Linked DNA regions of Gasterosteus aculeatus: region 2 is linked to region 1. A link is a contact called in public Hi-C data. All regions are on one chromosome and are shown on one strand. The core of a region is the stretch at or near the end of the contact, and the rest is flanking DNA. Distances in the headings are between cores, read along the strand shown. Region 1 overlaps LOC120831989 (a long non-coding RNA gene). Region 2 overlaps col5a1 (procollagen, type V, alpha 1).

Evidence for each region. Hi-C and Micro-C count contacts between places; a contact is called where the count stands out from the background.
Region 2: a Hi-C map of skeletal muscle shows a contact between it and region 1, with 2.8 times the contacts expected there. The contact joins two enhancer-like sites. A contact is called at or near these places in 4 of 6 Hi-C or Micro-C datasets (skeletal muscle, tail fin and whole body).

The regions. Positions count from the first base shown.
Region 1 is chr14:3,286,456-3,292,105 of fGasAcu3.hap1.1, reverse strand. LOC120831989 (a long non-coding RNA gene) reads right to left here. Exons shown (of 2, transcript XR_005714137.2): 2 at 3,975-4,291. Among protein-coding and RNA genes, the nearest start is that of LOC120831989, 3.3 kb to the right of the region's middle. Within about 2 kb of position 1,850, at least 5 of the 9 cell types and tissues checked have open chromatin away from gene starts, as enhancers often do.
Region 2 is chr14:3,328,149-3,334,343 of fGasAcu3.hap1.1, reverse strand. It overlaps col5a1 (procollagen, type V, alpha 1), which reads right to left. Exons shown (of 66, transcript XM_078088951.1): 3 at 4,782-4,995; 4 at 3,467-3,629. Among protein-coding and RNA genes, the nearest start is that of col5a1, 18 kb to the right of the region's middle. Within about 2 kb of position 1,508, at least 1 of the 9 cell types and tissues checked has open chromatin away from gene starts, as enhancers often do.

The DNA.
Region 1 (5,650 bases), core at 601-3,100:
TAACCCCCCCACCCCAACCACCCGACTTAAAAAAAAAAAAATAATCTTCCAGCCTCTTTCCTCTGCTCCCCCAAATGAGACATCCGTGACCAATCGGGGGAGATGATGCTCGCGGAAAAAGAGCGCAACTGTGCCACATTGTAGACGAGTTGGGTCATGATGGTCGGTGGTAATGGTACCCCACGCGAGACAGGAAGCGGGGTGGGGGGGTAGGGGAGGGGGGCTGCGGTCCGCTGCGGTCCGCGGGCCCCGCTGGAGACGCCGACGTCACAGGCCGCTGTGGCCCGGATCGCTGGGTCGGTTTTCGAGAGGAGGAAACGCCTCCGTCACCTCGGTGACCTGCGTATGTCCAACGTGTTCTGCCCGCCTGCTTCCTCCTCTCATTTACCGGCCTCCCGTTTCATGTTCGGTCTTGCGAAAGCGCATTTGAAAGTTGCAGCTTTGCCTTTAATGTCAACAGGACTTTCTCTCTTCCCTTCCTAAAAACTGGGCCCAAAACCAGACAATAGCAGGGCAATGAATGAAAAATGATGGATGGGCCAGAAAATGTGATAGTTTTGAGTCAGTTTGATAGAGAGGGCAGAAGTTGAGAGATCATAATATGCTCAATGAGCCGTTTTTGGTTTGCCTGTTTGCAGTATGGACACAAACATCTGGCAAACAGCTTTCTCCACATCCCCTTCCACCATTAACCCTCCTCTTTTCCCCCATTTCCTTCTTTCATAATCCCACATCTCTACTTCTCCGTATGAATGTCGAGTAGGCGTGTACTCCACTTGGTATCGCTTGCCGTTGTATTTGCCTTTAGAGAAACAGATTTGTATGATCCTTGTGAAATGCAGCCTGTGAACAGTATACATCAGGAAATGATTAATGTAACTCTTTTTTAAGCCGTTTTTACAATAACTGTCATAAAAGGCTACACTTTTCATCAATACAGAATGAGTAAAGTGTCGCCCTCCGGTGGTGGGAATGAGAAGGAAGGAAAATGGTTGCCAGATATTTTGTCTTTCTGGCCACAAAAGAGAACAAAAAAAATCAAGACTATAAATATAAGATGGATCAATATACCTGTTGGCGTCACACTTAATTTTCTTAAATCTGAGAAAATCAACCTGGATATTAATTAAAATTTAAAACTAAAAAAAGTATTTCCTTGAGGAAAACATTCAAATAAAGCCAAGAAACCGGGTTTGGCTTCAGGTTGCTGCACAAAGGCGGCGACTTAGAACGCTGTCAGAACAAAGGCCGTGTTTACACAGTTTGGTTATACATTGCATCTTTGTCTATGTTCTGATAAACAATCTTTTCCCTTCTTTTCTTTTGCTCTTCCCCCTCTTTGCTCCATACTGCTGATGTGTCACCAGCCCCCCTATTCTTCTGCAGCTCCCTCTTCTCTCACACACACACTCGCTCTAGCGTTTCCAGATGTGCGCAGGAATGATGTCATGGCAGACCGGAGGCATTGGACTTCTGGTCCTTTTCTCTTTCTTTTTTTTTTTTTTCCCCTCCAGAAAACATCCATCGCAGACGAGGGGGCAAGAGGCGGAAGAGCCAAGCGTTGATAAGTTCCCAGACCTTAATATCGCTCTCTGATAAGTTGAGTGTCTCGGTTTTTCTGAGTCACAACCTGTCTTTGAACTCCCACCTGGGTTATCCTCCGCCTCACCCCTGCAGCTGCTGGAAAAGTGTGTCCACGTGTGCGTTTCATCATGGTTGTGCGCGGACCACCAATGGTACCCGAACATCCCAGCACACGTGTTCGTCAGCATTCTGCAGATGGGGCTCTGTGCAAAAAGGAGGTTAGCTGCCAATGACTCAGGGAGCAGGAGGAGAGGCGGAGTCGGCGAGTGTTGTGGCGGTTGCTAGGCGACGGCAGTGTAAATAAATTGTAAGAGACGGAGAAGAAAGGAGGCCATGTAAACTGTGGCCGGCCACATGAGGTCTGTCTGAGATCTCTGGGGGGAACAGAGGGATGACTGGGGGGGGGGGGGGTGACGGGAGCTGTCCCTGACCGTGTTGCACACCCCAGCTGGACTGGAATTTGGGCCTCAGTCACCAGCTGCAGTGAAAATCTGCACTCTCGCAAGAGCTGCCGTCCGGTTGGAGTGAGAAAACTACGGAAACAAAAAACAGGAATCGTTGTCCGCGACAACGGAGGTCGACGAACGTTGTAGTTCAGCTCATCTTCAAAGTAACTGGATCTGATACTATCATGAGCATCAAAAAGAAACACTTTGTGTGTGTGTTCATACTCTACGTATCCTGTGTTCTACTTGTGCAGGTTGGCATGGGAAGAAAGATCACAGTCAAGTCAAGTTGTGAAAAATGAATAAACACACTTGAATGAAGGACGACATGGATTCTGTGTAACGCGCAAAGGGTTGGATTGTGTTGTCAAAGCCACATTAGAATCCCGCCCCCCTTACAGTAGCTGCTAAAGAAACACAATGTTCCCTAAAAGGGTGTCGACGTGCAGCAAAAACAAAAGGAGCGAGAGTTTCGATGATCCATCAGATGAACTTCACATGAATACCAACGTGGTTCCTTTCGATCTGTTTAACGCACACACACAGATACATTCGGGTTGGCATTCTTACCCAAAGTCAGTGTACGACAGCGTCAGACGCTGCTACGTCGTGTTGAATCAGCCACAGGTTTTTCTTATAAAACATCCATGATGGCTGCACGTCCCGTTTGCTGGGCTCTGATTTTCCCCCCCGTTGGATGTCTTCATAACCCGTCTTTGATATTACTGTTACGATGTAGCGTTGTCACGTGACTCTTCTCTGAGGAGTAGAGCGATTTAGCGGCTAATCGCTGACTTTAATCAGATTACCTGACTATAGCCATGCAGCTCAAGTCCCCGGGCCACCCGCACACCACACAGGCCCGGTTTGGACCCGACACTTTTCTGTTTTTTTTTGTTTTACACAATATACTTAGTGAGGACACACGGCTCCGAGCGAATGATCCAACCAGGAGACGGACGAGCGCATTTGATCCTCTGTTGTGATTATAAATTAAACCAAATCTTTATTCCCACCTCAATCCAAATCCCCTTTCTGTTTGTCTCCGTCGGGTGGTTTCGCCACAAAAGGCGGCGTGACGGATCTCCCTGCTGAGGTTAATCCGTCCTGATCTGTGTGGCACCCTTGGGTGCTCTGTTCCCCTCATGATCAAATGAATGTTTTGGTCTTCAATTGATTTAAAACCGTAATCTCCGAATATCCCTCACGGCTGCTGTATCGTCCACATTTTTTGAGGGATTGAAAACAGCAAAAAAAAATAATAATAATCTCACTGCCGGCTTTATTTTCCTGTGATAGTGAATCCTAGCAACGGCCCAAACGCGTCACTGAAGTTGAAACCTGGTGGAGACAGCCTGAGAACGTCTACGTCATCGGGCTCAGTGCGGGTCACTCGCAAGCAGCGAGCCTCATAAAAGTGATTAATAAGAGATTATTGAGACCGTTTTAAATCTCTCCAAACTTCCTCAAGTAGTCCGTCCTGCTCCGTTTAATAATAAAGCATTTCTGTATTTTTTCACAGGGAAAAAAAAAGCTGCTCAAATAAAGAAGCCAGTCATTTGGGGTCTGACGGTTTTAAAAGACGAGGCCAATATCAATAGTTCACATATTAACTTTTTCCAACAGGCCGGGAACCTGGTGGAATATTTTGTTGCACTTTTCTGAAAAACCCCCTTCAATCAAAAACATTTGTTTTACTCGTATTGCACTCAATTAAACTGTTGTCATATTTCATCTTGAATCACATTGACCGCAGCATTATGGTCATATAATAGCGACAGCGAGAGCTAATAGCGGAATGTTTTCATGCCATAAACGCTGTGGATCGACAACCTTTTGAACTCTGCAATAGAAATGATCCGTGTGCTCCCTTTGGTTTTTGCTCATTCTGATGTCCTTTCAGATAATATTTTTTCAGAACATGAATAGATGCACAGAGAAAAATCACATTTTTACAATCCCGTAGAAGCCTTTATTTTAGATGGAAAAAAGTAAGAGACATTTTTGTTATTAGGGTTTAAGTGAAAAATACAAAGTTTAGGATATGGTTGCCCCGTATGGGGGTGAAGAAGAAGAAGGGAACCGCTGAGGGACGCTGCCGGCTGGCGAGGTGGAACACGAGTTGGATGTTTATTGTAACGCCGCCGGTGACACGCTTCTGCAGACTGAGACAGGAGCGAAACACCTTCATGTTTCCAACATGGTGGAGTGATCCCACAATGCCGCCGCGTCGCGAGCCAGAGACGTCGCACTGGAGGATTCTAGAGGAAACCAAAACACAAATCAGTTTTGTTTTTTTCTCCTATTGAAGAGGAAACATGTAATCCTCAGGATCTCCCCAGAAAGTGCTTGTGTTGGATTCTGCCGCTATGCAACTGTCAAAGAAGAAGTATGGACCAGGCCTGCAGTGCTTAGTGAGGAAGTCCGCATTTATCTTTTGATCAAATCAAGATTAGCTCTCGTATTATCGCGTTTGTAAAGGTATCATCTCCAGGGGAACATCTGGATAGAAAACTCCCACATGGTCAACGAGGCGAAGATGTGCGAGTTGGACCAAACATCACTATGAACGGTTGTATTAGTAAAGTCACAGCATGCCTGCGAAGACCATTCTGTGACATTTTAACCACACAGAAAACACTAAAGCGCAACTAACAACCTTTATGATGACTGATCCACGTCGGGGGCCCGGAAAGCAATTACCGATGATTAATATCACCCGAGCTTTTCCTGCTGCGACGTGACAACGTGTCCGACGAGGCACAAGTGTGCTGAAAGATGAGCTTCCAGGTTCCTGCTAAAGGTATTTTGATTAATTCATTTGACTTTGAAGTTGCACTAATGCGCTTTTTTACTGAATAGAGCTTGAAGGTATCATGTGACCGACCCAATGCGTAAGTCAGCCTTCGTTATGAAGCCGACCCGATGGCTGTTTCCAATACTGGCGTTGGTATTATCGTTTGTAGTTTTATTCATATCCCACCCCCTAAAAAATCCTGTTGCGTAAACAGGGGCGTGTTACCCACCAGGATAACGTTTAGAACTATTCTGAATTATGTATCAACCATTCTTCTCTTTAAACTCTCAAAGAGAGATGAAAAAAGGAAAAAAAAGAAGAAGAAGTCATTCCTCATTTAAATGCATGCGCTCGTTTGCTTCCAGCCACTTTTTCATTAGCGGAGCCCAGGGAATTTTGTCCTAATCAGCTCAGCGATGAGACAAACCCACTGTGAGATTCGTCTGGTGAATTAACGGGAGAAAAGGAGTGAAATCTCCTCCTCCTGCGGGCGCCCTGTGATTTCATTGGTGACGGGCCCCTCTTGATTAACTCCTGCTCCGGGGGGTCGTGCGAGGTGGAGGCCATCTCTCTCAGTGGCAGATGGGGGCTCCCTCAGAAGCTGGATTTCAGGATTCAGAACGGCGAGTCTTCTCTGACAGTGCCTACCTGATTACGTTGACTTCTTCGGTATTTTGTTACAGCAATAAAATTTCCCGTTTGGCCCCAAATGTAGGAAACTATTTTTTTCCTGGACGAAAACAGGAGGTAATTGGAACAACGGCTAACAAAATGCCGTCGTTAAGCGAATAGAAAATGCCTGTTGTGATACGAGCTTTTCATT
Region 2 (6,195 bases), core at 259-2,758, 43 kb before region 1:
AACCCTTTCCCCTCCAGGCTGCAGCTCAATCTGTACAGTCGGAGCAGCTGCCAAGAGCAACAGGCCCGTCTGCCACCCCACTTATCCACCGCACAGCACCTCCAGTCCCTCACCTCCTCGCCCCCGTCCTGCTCTCCTGGATCCCATCTGGGCCTCTTCGTCACGGCCCCCGGCCTCCCCTCGGTATAAGATTTTAATTCCATACCACATTCACATTTCCTGCTCGTTCGGGGCGGCGGGAAACCGGAGCGGGCTCACCTCGCCTAGCAGACGTAGATCCTGAGCGTTTGGCTGAAAGTCTACACGAGAGAAGTGCTGAGGCGACACTCCGGGGGGGCTCGCCGACACAGCGGAGGAATAACAGAGGGAATAACGGGGGCGAAAGACAAACATCTGACATGAGTTAGGGAAATTTTCTTAATTACCATGGTGGAAACTTCATCTTCCCCCCGGGATGCTACTGAAGTCTGCGCCCCATTCCTGGGACAGAAGCGCGTGTTCTGACGGTGACGCTGGACTTTAACCGTGGACAAGACAACGCATACAAACGCGTGAAGGGATTTCACATTACAGAACTGGCTGTGGACAAAGTGGTTTGAAATTCTAGTAACAAAGGACAATAGAGCAAAGAGAAGAGCTGTGTAAATATCATAAATCTGGGCTCTTTAACCCCAAGTGGGAAAATGGGCTAATTTATCCCAGGCTGGACTCTCGGCCCTGGACAAAAAGAAATATGTTTGTGCAAAAAAGTGTTCGACAATACTGTCAAGAGCCAATATGTGGCTCGGACTGTGGACAGGGAGATACGAGGGATCCTAAAAAAAAAAGAGTCAACTTTAAAGTTTCTAGAGAAGCTTTGCTAGAGCCATTTGCACGTAACACACCATGAATAACAGGAGCCTTGTCACGGACCAGAAACATCATTCAGACCAATTTTACTACTATCCCGGACAGCGGGCCAAGAAGAGGCTTAACATCTGCTGTAAAGGAAGCCATGTCAAATCTACAGTATAAAAAATGTTAATTTAGAACAGCCTCTATACATCGAGGCTTCAAAGTGACACATGAGCTGTAAATAACGGCCGATGAGTTAGATGGAGGGAACTTGAACACAAGTCAAGGGGTAAAGATGAGGACACGGGATGTGTACAAATATCAAAGCTCTCGACAAGCAGCCAGAGCGCCTCCCTACTACTTTTCCCTGGCTCTGGTTGCACCGCGTCAGCCGCCCGCCAACCGCCAACTCTTATCGCACTGCCTTTATCTCCCCCCCCCCACTCTGTCCATCTTTGATCCTTTATTCCATCATTTCTTTACCTAAACCCTCCGCTTCTGAAGCACATCCCGCTTTTCCGACCCCCTCCCCCCCTCCCATCTCCACCGACCGATCACCACATGCACCACATCACCCCCCTCCCTCTCGTTCAGACCGGCGGTCTGGGACAGCCTATCAGCGGATACCAAGGAAACCTCTGGATGAGGTCATGCGGTGCACGGTCGGCGTTCCAACACTGACATCAGCGGGAAGAGAGCTCCTCATTCTTTCCAGAGTGTGACTCAAAAGGGTTTTTTGGCTGCGCCGGGCCGAAGCCGCCGCTCCCCACTCCTCTCCATCCCGAACATCTTGTTCTCCGGATCTGGGCTCCTCTGACCCGGCTCTCCGGTGTCTAGAGAGACTAGATCATGCGTGCCTTCAACATCCATGACCCCCACAGTCCAGAAGGAAGACAACTAAGTCACTAAAAGTCATTAGCTGGTCTGTTGAAGAGTCTTGGTCCTTCATGAATGATAACCGAGCAGTAATCACTGTCTCATTGGCAACGGATGAGCGTCCCTTTATGCAGGCCAAAGGCCATGCCTTCACTCGCACTCGCCACAGAGCTCTTGCTTCTTCTAAATAACACTGTGGTACTTGCAGAGAGTAGGCGCTTTCTCTGTGGCCACCATCACCATGTCAGGAACCAAACCACAAACCACCTCTGCATACAGTCGTAAAAGCAAAGCGCCAGGCTACTACACTAATCAGTGTAAACTTAAACATTGCATTCACTCCCTTACGCCTTTTTATATAAATACGTTTTGATTTTATGATTTATTTTTTTAATAAAAAAAAAACATAGATTTTCTCTTTTTCTATAGGGAAATTCTTTCTATGCATTCGTCCTGAGGACGCGTGGAAATCTTTTGGGGCTTTTTTATTTTCTTTGTGTCGCTCTCCGTGCTCTTGATGGTAACTGACTCCGGCGAAAGTCAACACGGGATCAGACTAAACTACAGAGGGGAGAAGGGAGTCAGAGGAGGAAAGGAGCGCGGCCTGAGCGTAATTTGGAAAATATGTGGCATATTTTCCATTTTCTGCACGCACTGGAGCCTGTCCTGTCTCCCAACTGGCGGACGCACGGCGGGAGGGCTTCAAACATCTCACACACACACACACACACACACACACACACACTATCTGGCTTCCCACGGTAACCAGTGGACCCTGATAGCTGGTTGAATTGCCCCCCCACATCACTTCAATCTAAAGACCAGCGGGCAATGATGAGATTTCAGCTGTACATTACATTTGTGCAGAATAAATGCAGTCATCCGGTTGGTAGATTAAGGAATTTACTAGTGCACATTAGCCTGCTGTGTTTATACCGGGCAACAATATCCAAAGAATTGTATGTAAAGCATGTGTTGCTTCACTCGTTACTCATCTTTTACCAACTTTTGGGGATTGTGGGGGACGGAGTGACGTCATATTTCGTTCTTTTCGTCTGCTCTCCCTGAGCAGCAGTAAAGGTTAAAGGTCGGCTGGCTCAGCATCAGTCACATCAGTCAACCTCTGCTACTAATTATTATTGAGGGCCTCGGCGTCACAGACTAATCCCCCTTTAAACAAGCACAACTCTGCCGGGACAAAGACAACGCTTATTCCTTGTGCCTTGTGCGCTCGCTGTGCGCCGTAGTGTGTTTGTGCGTGCATGTTCCTGACAGGGGTCACGGCGAGGGGCCACAAATATCCACACAAAAGCTTGTTTAAGGAAACTGTACCAGCTAACTCACATTCTGCACACTGAGGAAAAAGCAAAGTAACAGAAACCCCAAAAAAGCTTCCTGTCTCTTGTCAGAATTAACGGCCGTCCTTCATCTCCGGCCACAAAGCGTTTACACGCATGGAAAGAAAAAAGGCAGGAAGAAGAGAATTCTGCATTCTAATGACAAAAACCCGTCGCCACTCGTCAAAAACCTCTGTAAACAAGAAAACGTTCAAGCCAATTTAGAGAAAGAATGCAACAATGAAACCAGAAACATAACTTTTAGAGTTGGACCGTGTTTTAACTGCATAGAAGCCACATGAGAGGTTTGACCAGCAAAAGAATTTCAGTTATAAAGAGAACAAAAGAGAAAAATACCATTTACGTAGATTGTCTTAACATAGTATTTTATGATTATAAAACATGTAGATTACGCCCACCTCAAAGACTTCTTCATCCAGTATCCTGGTTCCAAATACTACAATTCCCTTGGTATCGATGATGGGGTGAGGGCTTCGCAGCAGCTTCTGGCTGGCCTTCTTTTTACAGTCCAGAATGAGGGTGATGGTCTGCTTGTGCACACTGATTGCCACTCGATGCCATCTGCAAGGGAGAGTGGAGTCAATTCACACACTTAGTGGGTTACGTGCTGCCCGCGGGGACACGCTGCTAACGTCGATTTCTCTCGATTCTCTCTAGAACGATTCGGTCTCGATTCAGAAAAGTTAATAATCAGAATTAATCTCGCGCGAGATATTTGCTCGCTTGCAGGAGCGTGAACTTCCTCGCTCGCGAAGTTAGTCTCTGCTCGCGCTCGAAGGTGTTTTCTACGCGCTCGCTGTTTTTCTTTTTGACAGTGAGGGGGCGGAGCCAGTCACCATGGTCTCTACACCTGATTGGTTACAAACCCCGTCTTTGGATTGGCTGGAGTGATGCATCCACACAACTATAGAAGCCCATTTCCGCACTAATGTAAGGGGATAAAAAGATAAAACATGTCGAAAAACAAACGCCCCCCTTCGGTGATCGTAGTGGACCGTAGATGAAAACCAGCTACAACCATCATTTACCATCATTACCGGCACATTAAGAGCACTGCGTCCAGCTCGCAGACCGGTCCGTCAGTCTGAATCTGAATATCTAATAACTTTATTGAACTATGGAGGAACCTGCGCATATATTACCTCATTATTTCCATTTTCCAAAAAGTCGATCCGTATTGAAAGTTGGCAAGATATTCACAGATTTGGACTTTTTTCCGGTATTTTACAAATACGGACCGGTCTGAGACGAAGAGCATTTTTTTCTTCATTTAAAAGAAAAATGAATCTGTTTAATATTTATTTTTACATAAGCTACTTCATATTGTGTTGAAATGCAAGCTGCATTGGTTCTTGCATTGTTGATAGAAAATCATATTTGTGACAAAGATTTTTTTTTCTCTTATAAAAAATTAGAGAAGATAATTTATCTGTTGATTTTCTTTAATTATGAAATAAAGTAGGAAGTGATTAGCAACCTCTGAGTAGCAAACTCAGCATCGATAATCGTTTTATCAGTTTAGAATCGATAATCGGTTTAGAATCGAATCGTTGACCTCTGAATCGGAATCGAATCGTGAGGTGCCAAGAGATTCCCACCCCTACTAACGTCCCTTTCTTGTGTCGGACGCCTCAAATTCGAACACGTCCCCGTCACGCGTTTCCGAAATCCCGCACCGTGCGCGCGTGTCTCTGTGCGGACGGGTGCACCTACTTTCCGTCCGCCAGGTTGACTCCTCTGAAGAGGGGGTAGTCCTCGGGGCCGGGCCGGCCCGTGTGGTCCTCGTACAGGAACACCGGAGAGCGGCCCACCTCCAGGCCCAGCTGCTGGATGCCCTGCTCGTTGTACAGGGACAACAGGAAGGACTGGCTGCCCTTGTTCGGCTTCACCGTGGCCAGGATGGAAAAGTCCTCCGGGAACACGTCGCCTGGCAGAACCGACAGAGGCAAATCGTTCATCATCACCATAGAGCACATTAAATACCGTGTATTGGTTGTTATTTTAGGAGACCGGCTGAGACAGATTGGAAGAATTGGGAAGGTGAGATTTGCGCCAACAGTTTGTGGAGTTGGCGCTTTAGCAGGATAGGATGCATCTGAGAGGAATAGCTGTTAGAAGAGGCCCGTCAGAGGTGCAAAGTAGAGATTTTCCAGCAAAGCACAGGATGAGAAGCTTAATGACAAGAGCATGTGATCCTGGGGGACTTTGTCGAACTGCCCTTCAAACCCCTCCTGTTCCGCTCTCCTCTCCTCCCACAGCCGATGGGTCTAACAGACGTCGAAATGGGTTCGGAGATGAAGAAATACGAGAGTTTAAGACATGGAAAGTAGGGAAATACCAATCATATTTTGGTATTCACGGACGTTAAAAAAAGAGCGTCAACAAAAGAGGTGTTTGCTTCCAGCTGTTCCACTGTGCAACATGAACTGGTTCCTCCATTTTGCTGGAGTGCGCGGCACATCTGCCACGCAGATTCCCCTCCATGGGGAAAGGCGACAGCTTCTTCCTGCCAGGGGAAGATCATTCGAGGCCGTCGGGTCTTGCGAGTTTGAGAAAAAAAGGCCATTCTTACTTTGCGTAGAGAGAAACCTGGCTATCTGAAACACGTTTACCACAAGCAAAGAAATCACTTGGCAGGTTGGTCTTGCAGACACCCCCCCCCCCCCGTCCCGTTACTCTGCCCCGAGTTTCTCAGAACCGGCGAAGAGAAGCAGACGTCAAATCGGAGGGACGGGCCGAAGCGCGGCAGTGGGGGCAAAAGAACCTCGAGAGACGGAGGGAAATAAGAAAGAAAAATAAAAAAGCCCCATCATGCATTTACTCCATCCTCTCTTTTTGCCTTCCTGCCCCCTTCCTCCCTTTTTGCGTGATTCCTCCTTTTGGTTCATGGCAGGCGTCAGATGGCATCATGCGGAGAGGGCGCATGCCTCGGCGCTGCGCTCCCTCAGGAATGCGGCTTGGCACCGCGTGAGAAAGATTGCTTCAATGGACAGGATGCTTCGGACAGGACGGCGAAAGGCGGAGGAGAGGCGGAGACTGACAACCCTTCAAACGCCGCCGGGTGGAGTTTTGTGACAGCAACATTTGGATGTTAGGGAATAAAAGTGGTATGATGCAAAAGAGGGCA